3 separate regions of the Oryctolagus cuniculus genome follow, and all the other regions are linked to region 2. A link is a contact called in public Micro-C data. All regions are on one chromosome and are shown on one strand. The core of a region is the stretch at or near the end of the contact, and the rest is flanking DNA. Distances in the headings are between cores, read along the strand shown. Region 1 holds the start of ZNF639 (zinc finger protein 639). Region 2 holds the start of PIK3CA (phosphatidylinositol-4,5-bisphosphate 3-kinase catalytic subunit alpha). Region 3 holds the start of MFN1 (mitofusin 1).

What was found. A called contact is a pair of places that touch in the nucleus more often than the background predicts.
Region 1: a contact with region 2 is called in a Micro-C map of ear pinna, with 6 times the contacts expected there. The contact joins the promoter of ZNF639 here to the promoter of PIK3CA in region 2. A contact is called at or near these places in 4 of 6 Hi-C or Micro-C datasets (ear pinna, psoas muscle, skin fibroblasts and 1 more).
Region 3: a contact with region 2 is called in a Micro-C map of ear pinna, with 4 times the contacts expected there. The contact joins the promoter of MFN1 here to the promoter of PIK3CA in region 2. A contact is called at or near these places in 2 of 6 Hi-C or Micro-C datasets (ear pinna and psoas muscle).

Annotation. Positions count from the first base shown.
Region 1 is chr4:100,491,250-100,494,806 of mOryCun1.1, reverse strand. It overlaps ZNF639 (zinc finger protein 639), which reads left to right and starts at 1,732. Exons shown (of 6, transcript XM_070072481.1): 1 at 1,732-1,916. LOC138849333 (microtubule cross-linking factor 1-like) reads right to left here and starts at 2,219. Exons shown (of 4, transcript XR_011388043.1): 1 at 1,654-2,219.
Region 2 is chr4:100,685,722-100,688,941 of mOryCun1.1, reverse strand. It overlaps PIK3CA (phosphatidylinositol-4,5-bisphosphate 3-kinase catalytic subunit alpha), which reads left to right and starts at 1,331. Exons shown (of 22, transcript XM_070072478.1): 1 at 1,331-1,469.
Region 3 is chr4:100,467,959-100,471,132 of mOryCun1.1, reverse strand. MFN1 (mitofusin 1) reads left to right here and starts at 1,569. Exons shown (of 18, transcript XM_008266537.4): 1 at 1,569-1,697; 2 at 2,761-2,879. The coding sequence starts at 2,768.

The DNA of each region.
Region 1 (3,557 bases), core at 483-2,982, 190 kb after region 2:
CCCCCACATCCGCGTGGGAGGCCCAAAAGCTCCTGGCTCCTGGCTTTGGATCGGCCCAGCTCTGCTGTTGCAGCCATTTGGGGAGTCAACCAGTAGATGAAAGACCTTTCTCTCTCTCTCTCTGTAACTCCACCTGTCAAATAAATATTTTTTAATAAATGATATCTGAACATTTTAAGGCTCTTCTAAGTGGTAACTGTGAGGATTTTTTAAGATAATACACTTGTGGAAGTGGGGGTGCTCATACCACAAAATATTTTAAAACGAAACATCCAAAATATAAAGATTGACACAAGGCTCTATGTGAACAAATCACTAACTCAAGATGGTGTCAGGACACCCTCTTGTGGCTTCCAATGTATCAGGGAGGGAAAAAGCCCAGCCACACCAGAGAGCAAAAGATACATGCTGTATTTTATAACTTTCACAAACTTGTATGCTTTTCTATTCTGTGCCAGGTCCTACTCCTACTAGGACTGAGGGTTCTTCTAAATCTCTTTTACTTTATTCTGGCTATGCTAGCATGCATGAATATTCACTTATTTGGGATGAGTCACACGCAAAAGTTCTGAGGTAATAGACTGAAACTAGTTTTTCAAACAGGTCTTTATCCCCTGGGACGGAGTGAAGGGGCTTGCTTGCGGAAGGGCTGTGATTCTCCCTTTCCAGCAGTTGATCGGTTGATCAGCGCGTGGTTCCCAGAAATAGCACCGCCCTGCAGCCCCGACTTTCCCAGTGACCTTGGGCACCCGATAATCCACAAGGGCTTCATTCATCCACTTAACAAAGATTTGAACCCCAGTTGTGCAGGTTACAAAAAGGAGTTAAGGCCGGAGACTTTAGCCCCTCACAAGCCCACTTTTTCTAATTTGTAAATTGGAACTAACAACCTCGACCGGTTGTCAAAAAAGATTAAACACATGACCACATTTTTAAAGTGATTGTTTTTGAAATGGTGTTCACAAATATATTTTTGCTCATTTATTTATTTTGGAGGCCCCACTGGGATTCCTTTAATCCTCCCTACATCTGTTCCCAGAAACTCAAGGTCAGAACACGATTTAAATAATCGAAACCAATCTCCAGAAACTTTACATTCATTCCACCAAGATTTCCTGACCCAACGAACCGGGCGGAGACCTAAGGATTGACTCACGGACCTTCAAGGGGTCCTCCCTCAAGCCCGGTAACGAGCATCCCAGCTCTGTGAGGTTCTCGGGCGTCGCAAAAGCCACGACGCGGTCCCGCTCTCTCCGTCCCCCACAGGCTGCTGGCTTATTTAGGGTTACAGAACGCCATCTGCCCGGCCTAATCCGGACAAGGCCATTGTCGCGCGTCCCCGGGAGGGGCAGGGTGGGGAGAGGGTGACTCTCGCGGGCGGCGCGCCTTCCACTTCTTCCAGGGCGGGAGGGAGGGCTGGGGACAGGCAGGTCAAGGTCGTCGCGCAGCCAGGCGGGCCGCAATTCCAGCGACTGGAAGCCCCCGCCGCGCTCCGCAGGGGCCGCACCCCGCTCGGGAGCGGCCCGCGGCGGCGCAGAGAAGCCGGCAGGGGGCGCGGGCCTCGGGGCCACCCCCGGGGCTGCCGGCCGGTGGTCCCTCCCAAGCCCGGTGTGCCGTGTGGCCGCGCAGCCCGGTCCCCTGCCCCCAACTCACCTCGTCACCTCCCCGCCCTTTCGGCGGGCCCCTGAGGTGCGCGGCGCAGGCGCGGAACGAGGCAGTGAGTGCGGCCGCGGAGCTGGGGCCTGGCGGACAGGGCGTGGGGCGCGCGCAAAGGAGAGGGGCTGGCCCGGCTGAGTGCCCGGGAGCGCGAGAGCCAGAGCGCCGCCGCCGTGCGCCCGCCGCCTTGCGCCCGCGGGTAAGGCCGCACCGCCCCTCAGAGCTACGCCCGGACCGGCCTGGCGGGCCCGCAGGCACTGGTGAGTGTGAGGGAGGAGCGGGCGGACTGGGCGCTAGACCGCTGCAGGGGACGCAGGCGTGCGGGCGCATCTCCCGACGGGAGAGGGCTGGAAAGACCGGATGGCTTGTTTGAAACTGAAACCCTGTCTTCGTTTTACGGCGGGAGGGCTTCCCCTCCCCCATCCCGAAGGCAGTTCCAGGCCCGGCGAAGGACGCCTCGGCCCCACCTCGCCTCGGCTCTCAGCTGCTGCTTTCCTTACAGCTCCCTTGGGGTCGGGGCTTCAGCGTGCCCTCAGCTCTGGCCGTCAGTCGCAGGCCCGGCGAGGCGGGTGCGTGGCGCTGGGCTGGCGGCTACTGGTCCGGGCGACTCCTGCCGGGCCCGGTGGAGGGCAGCTGAGCTTGGGCCTCTGGGCTCCGGCCGCCCTAGGGTGCCACGCTGGCCCCCGGCACTGCCCGGCGGCTTCGCGGCCCTCCCGCGCCGCAGCCCGCTGCGCTCCGCAAGTTGTCGCCGCGGGAAGCGGGCATCGGCCCTGCCACCCAGAGACTCCCCTCTCGCTCGGGTGCTTTTAAGCCCTTTCTGGTTTTGCTTTCAAGTAGGGCCTAGGGACACGAGTCCTTTGAAGAAGCTTATTTCTGCAAAGAGATAATAGAGTCGTGCCTGAACAGTAGCTATTCGAATATTTGACCAGGTATTTTCAGTACATTCGCTGACATGTGGAGGGCTCTAGTTGAAGCTCCTATGCAGCCATTTTTATGTTTTGTTTCTTTTAAAATCTAGAAAATATATACTTTTATTAGGATGAAAAGGAAACTTTAGCCCTGTTAACTCGTTTAAAATGTGCCTTTTTTTTTTTTTTTTTTTTGCGAAGACTTACTATACATGTTAGGAAGAAAGACCACGTTGCCTGAAAGGCCTATAAAAGGTTCAGTGATTTGATAAACACTATCATGGGTATTGTGTTTTTTGTGTATATATATTCTTGTGTGTGTGTGTGTGTGTGTTTTAAATGACATACCTGGACAACCGTACATATTTGGTTGGGGCCGTAACTAGTTGGGTTGGCTCAGGAATAAATATATGAAACCTTAGAAAACAAAAATGACAGAGGCTGGCGTGTATTGTGTAAGGTGCTTAAAAAAAAAGTTTCCTGTGGGATGATGCCATATTTTGTAAGTTTAAAATATAAACTCATAGGAAAAAGTAAAATAAAAAAAGTAAAAATAAAAGCATAGGAAAAAGTCTAGATAATATACAACAAAATGAACAGTGGGTGAATGGATTCTATTTTTGTTATGTTTTAATCTTCTGATATTCCTGCAGTAGTAGCATGTTATGTGCATAGGGTGTATGAGTAAAATGCCAAACGTGTTGATTATGCATGCAAAAGGTACATAAAAATGTTTGGTGAAGTGAAGAGTGGTTAGCAGTTTTGCTCTGGAGGGGCATCTTACTACTGTGCTGAAAGGAGGTCTAATAAGCATTTTTCAATGTTGTTTTGACTTAAGTAGGAGTTGAACCCTCTATGATCGGTGGTCCTACTTTTCTATCACTTCACAGTTTGAGTCCTGGCTGGCTTACAACACTGGTTTTAATACATGCTTGATTTCCTCTTTCTTATTCAAGCCCTAAAGAAATTGAAATGTATTCTGAAAAAATAACA
Region 2 (3,220 bases), core at 82-2,581:
GAACAGATTCAAGATTGAGTTATACACCTGCCGTTCGAGAGGACTGGTACTGGGCAGGTTTATGCTCTAGGTGTTAAACTGGACTGTACTATCTCTAGCGTGGTTCAAGTCTAAGTTTTCTTTTCCTTAAAAGATTCAGTGGGAAACTAACCTCACACTGCTCCTACGCTCTTTCAATACAATGATAAACCACTAGGGGGAGAAAACGCAGAGCGCCGGATCCTCTACCGTACTGAGAATCTCCAAAGTCACAGATCCCCAGGGCTGTACCCTAAGGGGACCGGGGTACGAAGCACCAAGACACCAGCTTGGATCTCATCTACAGCCAACATTGCTCCTCTGTAGTCTCTTCTGTAAAAACTGGCTTCACGTGAAGGAAAGTTCGTTTTCTCAGCACTCAGAACTGAATCCCACAAGCCGATTCAAGTCGCAAAAACAAAAATGGAACACAGCAAAAGGTTTTCCCGAAATGAGTCAAGGGATTGCAGAGGGCTGTGGCAGTGCATTCCACCTTGGGGTTGGGCTACTACTTCAAACTGATTCTGGCAGAAAGACGCGCAGCAACGCTGCGTGAAAGGCCTTCTTTCTACAACCCATAACCACTGCTGGTTAGCCACTGACAGCCGCGGTTAGCCACCGCGCCCCTCTCTCTCGCCCCCCAACTAATCTCGCTTCCTCTATGGGCGTAAAACTGAATCTCACTTGCTCCCAATATTTCATTCTACACCTCTACCCTAGCTTGCGTGCGGCTCGTAGAAACAAATATACGACGCGCACGCTGTCCTAGGATGACACAACACGCAGAGTACTGCAGAAGACGGAGAAATAAACAGTCACACGCCTGAAAAGCAGACCCAACAACACCCCCACTCCGGGCGGAAAAGCAAGGCGCAGACGCAGTGGCAAGCTGTTACCCGATTTGCCCACTTCCCCCGCCTCCTCTCTTCCATTTCACTTCCGCTCCTTTGCCCATCTGCTTCCGGGGCATTGTAGGCTCGGCCCCTCCTCAGCTCTTACCCTCCTCTGCCCGAGGAGGGGGGAGTCGAGGGGGTGGGGAAGAGTTCGTTGTTTGTTTACACGATGTGAGCGGAAAAAGACCAATAAAGTTTATTCTGGAAACAAAAGGAAAAAAAACAGGGGCGACAGAGAAAGGAGACGGGGGCGGGGGCGTGTGGCGGGGGCTAGCGAGGAGAGGGAGCGAGAAGGAGAAAGCGGCAGTTCCGGTGCCGCGGCTGAGGTCTCGGGCTGCTGCTCCCGCGGCCGCTGGGGCTGGGGCTGGGGCCGCCGGCGAGGCAGGGCTCGGGCCCGGCCGGGCAGCTCCGGAGCGGCGGGGGAGAGGGGCCGGGAGGCGGGGGCCGTGCCGCCCGCTCTCCTCTCCCTCGGCGCCGCCGCCGCCGCCGCCGCCGCCGCCGCCCGCGGGGCTGGGACCCGATGCGGTTGGAGCCGCGGATCCTGGAGGAGCCCCGAGCGTGAGTAGAGCGTGGACTGGCCGGGAGCGGGTGCGGTGGCGATGGGGACCGGGTGGGTGCCGGGGACTCCCGGGCGCGCCTGCAGTGTTGGGCGGGGGCTCCCGGCCGGTCGTCTCCCCGCGGCGGAGTTCGTCTGCTATCGCCGCTCGCTCTCCTTCGCCTGCCCCTGGCCTCTCCCAGCTGCAGAGGCTACGGCTTGCCGCTCCCTCTCGGGCCGCCGCCTCACTCCTCATTTCCTCCTTCTCCTCCCATTTTTGGGGATGGGGCGATCGGAGGCTGAGGAAGTGCACCCAGGGCCGCCGCCCCGGCCGCGCTGGCTCGGTCTCCGGCGCCCTGCACGCCCACCCGGCCCGCGGGCGGCGGGGTAGCGGCGAACATCGCGGCGTGAGGGATCCGAGCACTGAGCCGCGAGCTCTTCCTGAGGGGCTGTCACACCCTAGGACTCCGGCCCCGCCACCCCGGCGGCCCTGCTTTTGCCTCTTATTGGGTTTAAATCGCCCGGCAGGGGTATTGAGGGAAAACCGGTCTCCCCACCCCAGAACTCCCCTCCCACCCTTCCTTTTCGAGGTTGTTTTTTCCTTTTAACCGAGACAATCGAACGTTTGGTTCCTTCATTCATAAACTAGACACATTATCTCATGTGACTTGTGTCTTTACGAAGTCTATTATGTGATGACTGTTTGAGAGCTCCGAAGTGGCTCGGAAAGGTAGGGTAGCGCCCCGGATCGAGCTATGTAAACAGCAGACGGTTCAGCCAATGTGTTCTGACCGCGGTTTGAGGGGTTTATTTTAGGATGCTGAAGGAATTGTGGTGATGGTGGCCGACCATGTTACCAGACTCGGGAATCGAAAGCTCTTTTCTTAGATGTCAGTTGGGAAGCTGTTTACACAGTTACATAAAGGGTAAGGGGAGCCCAACAAGAAGGAGCTTTGTAGAAAACAGTCTGCATATTCTCTCATGATCCGAGTTGTGATTGCATCTTGGTGAAGCTTCCTCATTCCAGCACTGAGCCTTTGTGCACATGCAGGCTATGGATTTGCGGAACGATATTTTGGATGATAGGTGGGGAGGACGGGGTGGGGGGGAACCCCTAGGAGACATGAGTAGGTAAATGCCAGGTAACTCAAGTCGGGTGATTTCTATTGCCATTCTTGAGTCACTGCGGGCAGTGTTGATTCTCTGGGTTTTTGCTTGCACCAAACAAAATTCGTTTCGTGTAAGAAAAGACTTGGAAAATACTTGGGATACTGTGTAGCTAGTTTAGTTCGGTTCTCCAAGCAACTGCAGTCTAAGAATTTGTTAACCTGTCTGTGTATTAAAGTTTTAATGTTTCTTTAACTGAAGCATCAGATTCTGGTTAACAGTACAGATCTCCATTTAAACATCACATGTTCTGGAAAATTTTAATTATCAGACTAACAGTTCTGCAATGTCATCAGCCAAAATTATCTGAAGACAGCCGTGTATTTTGTGTGTTGGTGTTTTGTTTTTTAAATTTTCTCATCACATGTTTTGGAACAAGATTGAATGTCATTCATAACTTTTTTCAAAAATTTCTTGTTCATTTTCCCACTAAAATCACAAAATAGGTGATTGAAAGAAATGATAGCAAGTCGTAATAGTAATAGCATCATTGAAATAACAAGAAAATAAAGTAATATCAGGTTAATTATCGTTGACTATGAGTATAAAGTTTGAAAGACATTTATTCAGTTTTAAAGAATTACAAAAATAACATATATAATGCAGA
Region 3 (3,174 bases), core at 320-2,819, 220 kb after region 2:
GGAGAGAGAGAAAAGACATCCCAGAATATTTTCTTGAGCCTTGAATAGCAGCAGCACTTTGATAGGGTTGTGAGAAACAGTCTGGGGTTGTGATGCTGACCCCAGATTTGCAGTTTAAGGGTGTAAGGTGTCTGGCGCATAACAGATCTTCCCAGGCAGACGAATCAATTTTTTTTTTATTTTTTTTTTTTATTTTTGACAGGCAGAGTGGACAGTGAGAGAGAGAGACAGAGAGAGAAAGGTCTTCCTTTGCCGTTGGTTCACCCTCCAATGGCCGCCGCTGCAGCCGGCGCACCGCGCTGATCCGATGGCAGGAACCAGGATCCAGGTGCTTTTCCTGGTCTCCCATGGGGTGCAGGGCCCAAGCACCTGGGCCATCCTCCACTGCACTCCCTGGCCATAGCAGAGAGCTGGCCTGGAAGAGGGGCAACTGGGACAGAATCCGGCGCCCCGACCGGGACTAGAACCCGGTGTGCCGGCGCCGCAAGGTGGAGGATTAGCCTATTGAGCCACGGCGCCGGCTCAGACGAATCAATTAATTCACAGGCTTTTATTAGGATTCCGCTCCCGGGCAGGGTTCCCCGGTCCCAACAGAGCAACAGAGCGGGGGCCGGGGAAGTCGTGCATCAGATATTGGGAGAGCTTCTTTTATAGATTCAGGGCATGGGAGTTAAAGGTTGAGGCGGGTCTGATCCTCATGGTTGACCTTTAGGTACCCGCAGGGACCCTGACAAGGACTTTTCTTCCCCGGAAGTACAGGTAGGGACTTCTCCATTCCTGGAAGTACAGGCCTTCCTCCTTGCGGATCCCAAAGCTACCAAAGGGCAGCTTAACTACAAAGTTTAAGGATAGTAGCCAGGGCCAGCACTGTGGCACAGCAGGTAAAGCAGTTGCCTGCAGTGCTGGCATCCCATATGGGAGCAGGTTCAAGTTCCAGCTGCTCCAATTTCAATCCAGCTCTCTGCTATGGCCTGGGAAAGCTGCAGAAGATGGCCCATGCCTTTGGCCTTCTGCACCCATGTGGGAGATATGGAAGGAGCTCCTGGCTCCTGGCTTCAGCTCGGCCCAGTCCCGGTTGTTGCTGCCATTTGTGGAGTTAACCAGCGGATGGAGGAGCTCTCTGTCTCTCCCTTTCTCTCTCTGTAGCTGTGCCTTTCAAATAAATAAATTTAAATAAAATAAAAAATAAAAACAGTAGCCAAGGACACACCAAGTTTCAGGTCTGACGTGTAAAGTAATTACACACATACAGGGTGAGAGGTACCCCAGAGAGGCAATCACACAAACACAGATGTCCCTTCTGTCTCACGACGTCCTAACCCTACCTCACTCCACCTCCTTCTCCCTAAGGCAGCCATGACAGTCAGCTACGCCTAAGATGGACAGAGCTTTAGGGAACTTCGAAGTGAGAAGGGAGGAGGAAAGGAAGTTGCAGGGTGGAACGAACCACTATCCTGCCAAGAGCGTCCCTGCCCATAACAAGTTTTGCCTCTGCCCTCAAGAGAAATGGCGCCGGCATAGACGCGTTTCCGTTCACGGAACCAAACAGAATAGGAGAGGACCAGGGACCGGAAGTGACCGCCCTTTTGCCACTCCTCCTGCCTCCAGTTAGCTTATATCCTCTTTGGGGAGGATGAGGCAACCTGAGAGCTTGGATCGAGCTGTGGTTGCTGAGTGACAGTCGGAGTTGGGACCGTGTGAGTGTCAGCTGCTTCGACCGCTGGCGGGTTCGCGACTCTCGGGGTGACCTTCGAGCGGCCGGGGACAGGGGGCGGGGAGCCGTGAGCGGAGCGCTCTGTGACGAGACGCTGCCGCCGCCGTCCTGCTGGAAGGGAGCGAGCGAACCGGATGGCCAGCGGGGCCGGCGGCCGGCTCAGGCCCGCGGAGCCCACGATGCTGGAGCCCGGGGGTGGTGGTGAGGGCGGCGGGCCGGGCCGGGCCGGCGCGCGTGGGGCGGCGGCGGGGTCTGGCCCCGAACCTTGCGGGCGAGGCTCCCGCGGCCGTGTGTATGGCGTGGAAGGCCTCTGCCCAAGGTAGGTGTTCACACCGGCCGAACCGGGTCGTTGCCCACACCCTGCTTAGCCCACGCTTATCCCTTCGCGCCGTCCTCTCTTGACCCTCTTGGCAAGATCTGCCTTTTTCATGAGCCACATTCCACACGGACTAGGATTAGACTGGGGCGTAATGGTTTGTCCTTGGTGTGTGTTTTTCTGAGAAGCGGCCAGGGGCAGAAAAACTTCAACATTCACCCAAGTTTTTGGTTCTGCGGCCGGAAGCGTAAGCCTTGTCTCCGGCTTTGTTGTGATGAAAATGTCTTTCCAAACGTTAGTTTTACTTTGTGATTTTGGATTCTGGGTCTTTCCTCTGCATATCCCTTTCCACCCTCACAGAGCTCCAGGTTGAGAAACTTAGTTATTGTTTGCGAACTTTGCTTCTTGGTAGCTCAGTTCCCTGAAGTACTTAAAACTCACTGGGAGTCACAACTTCAACCACAATTAGTTTCATATTCACCAGAGGGAAATAAAGTAGAAACTTGGGCTAACAAATTTCGTTTATTTTAGTGAAGTGGCTTTGAATAGTAGTCTTTAATTGCCCGACTAAAACATTTCTCCCCGAAAAACAACTACCTAAATATATTTTGGCAGTTTAATTGCCTAATTTATTCCATTTGGGAGGTAATGACCTAGACGGTGTTAATCATTTACATGTAATTATCACTCTGTAATTTGTGCTTTTTTAACTTTATGTTTCTCCCTTTAGGAGCATAATGGCAGAAACTGCATCTCCACTGAAGCATTTTGTGCTAGCTAAGAAGGCAATCACTACAATCTTCGACCAGTTACTGGAGTTTGTTACTGAAGGGTCACGTTTTGTTGAAGGTTAGTTCTTAAGTTCTTAAAATGACTACTAGTGAAAATACATAAAGGTACTTTATTCTTTGAACTGTAGCTATTGGGTGCACACACATATAGGGCACTATGGTGAACAGTATGAGGGATACCAGAATGAGGAAAACCCATTTCTGTCCTACAAGAGACGAAGATTAAATGTTATTAATCACAACTAAGAAATAAATGCTTCTAAATAAAGTACTGTTTTAGCATTTTATTAGTAATTCGTTTACTCATGTCATCAGTAAACAGATTGTAATCATACTCACTTGAAAGATGAAAA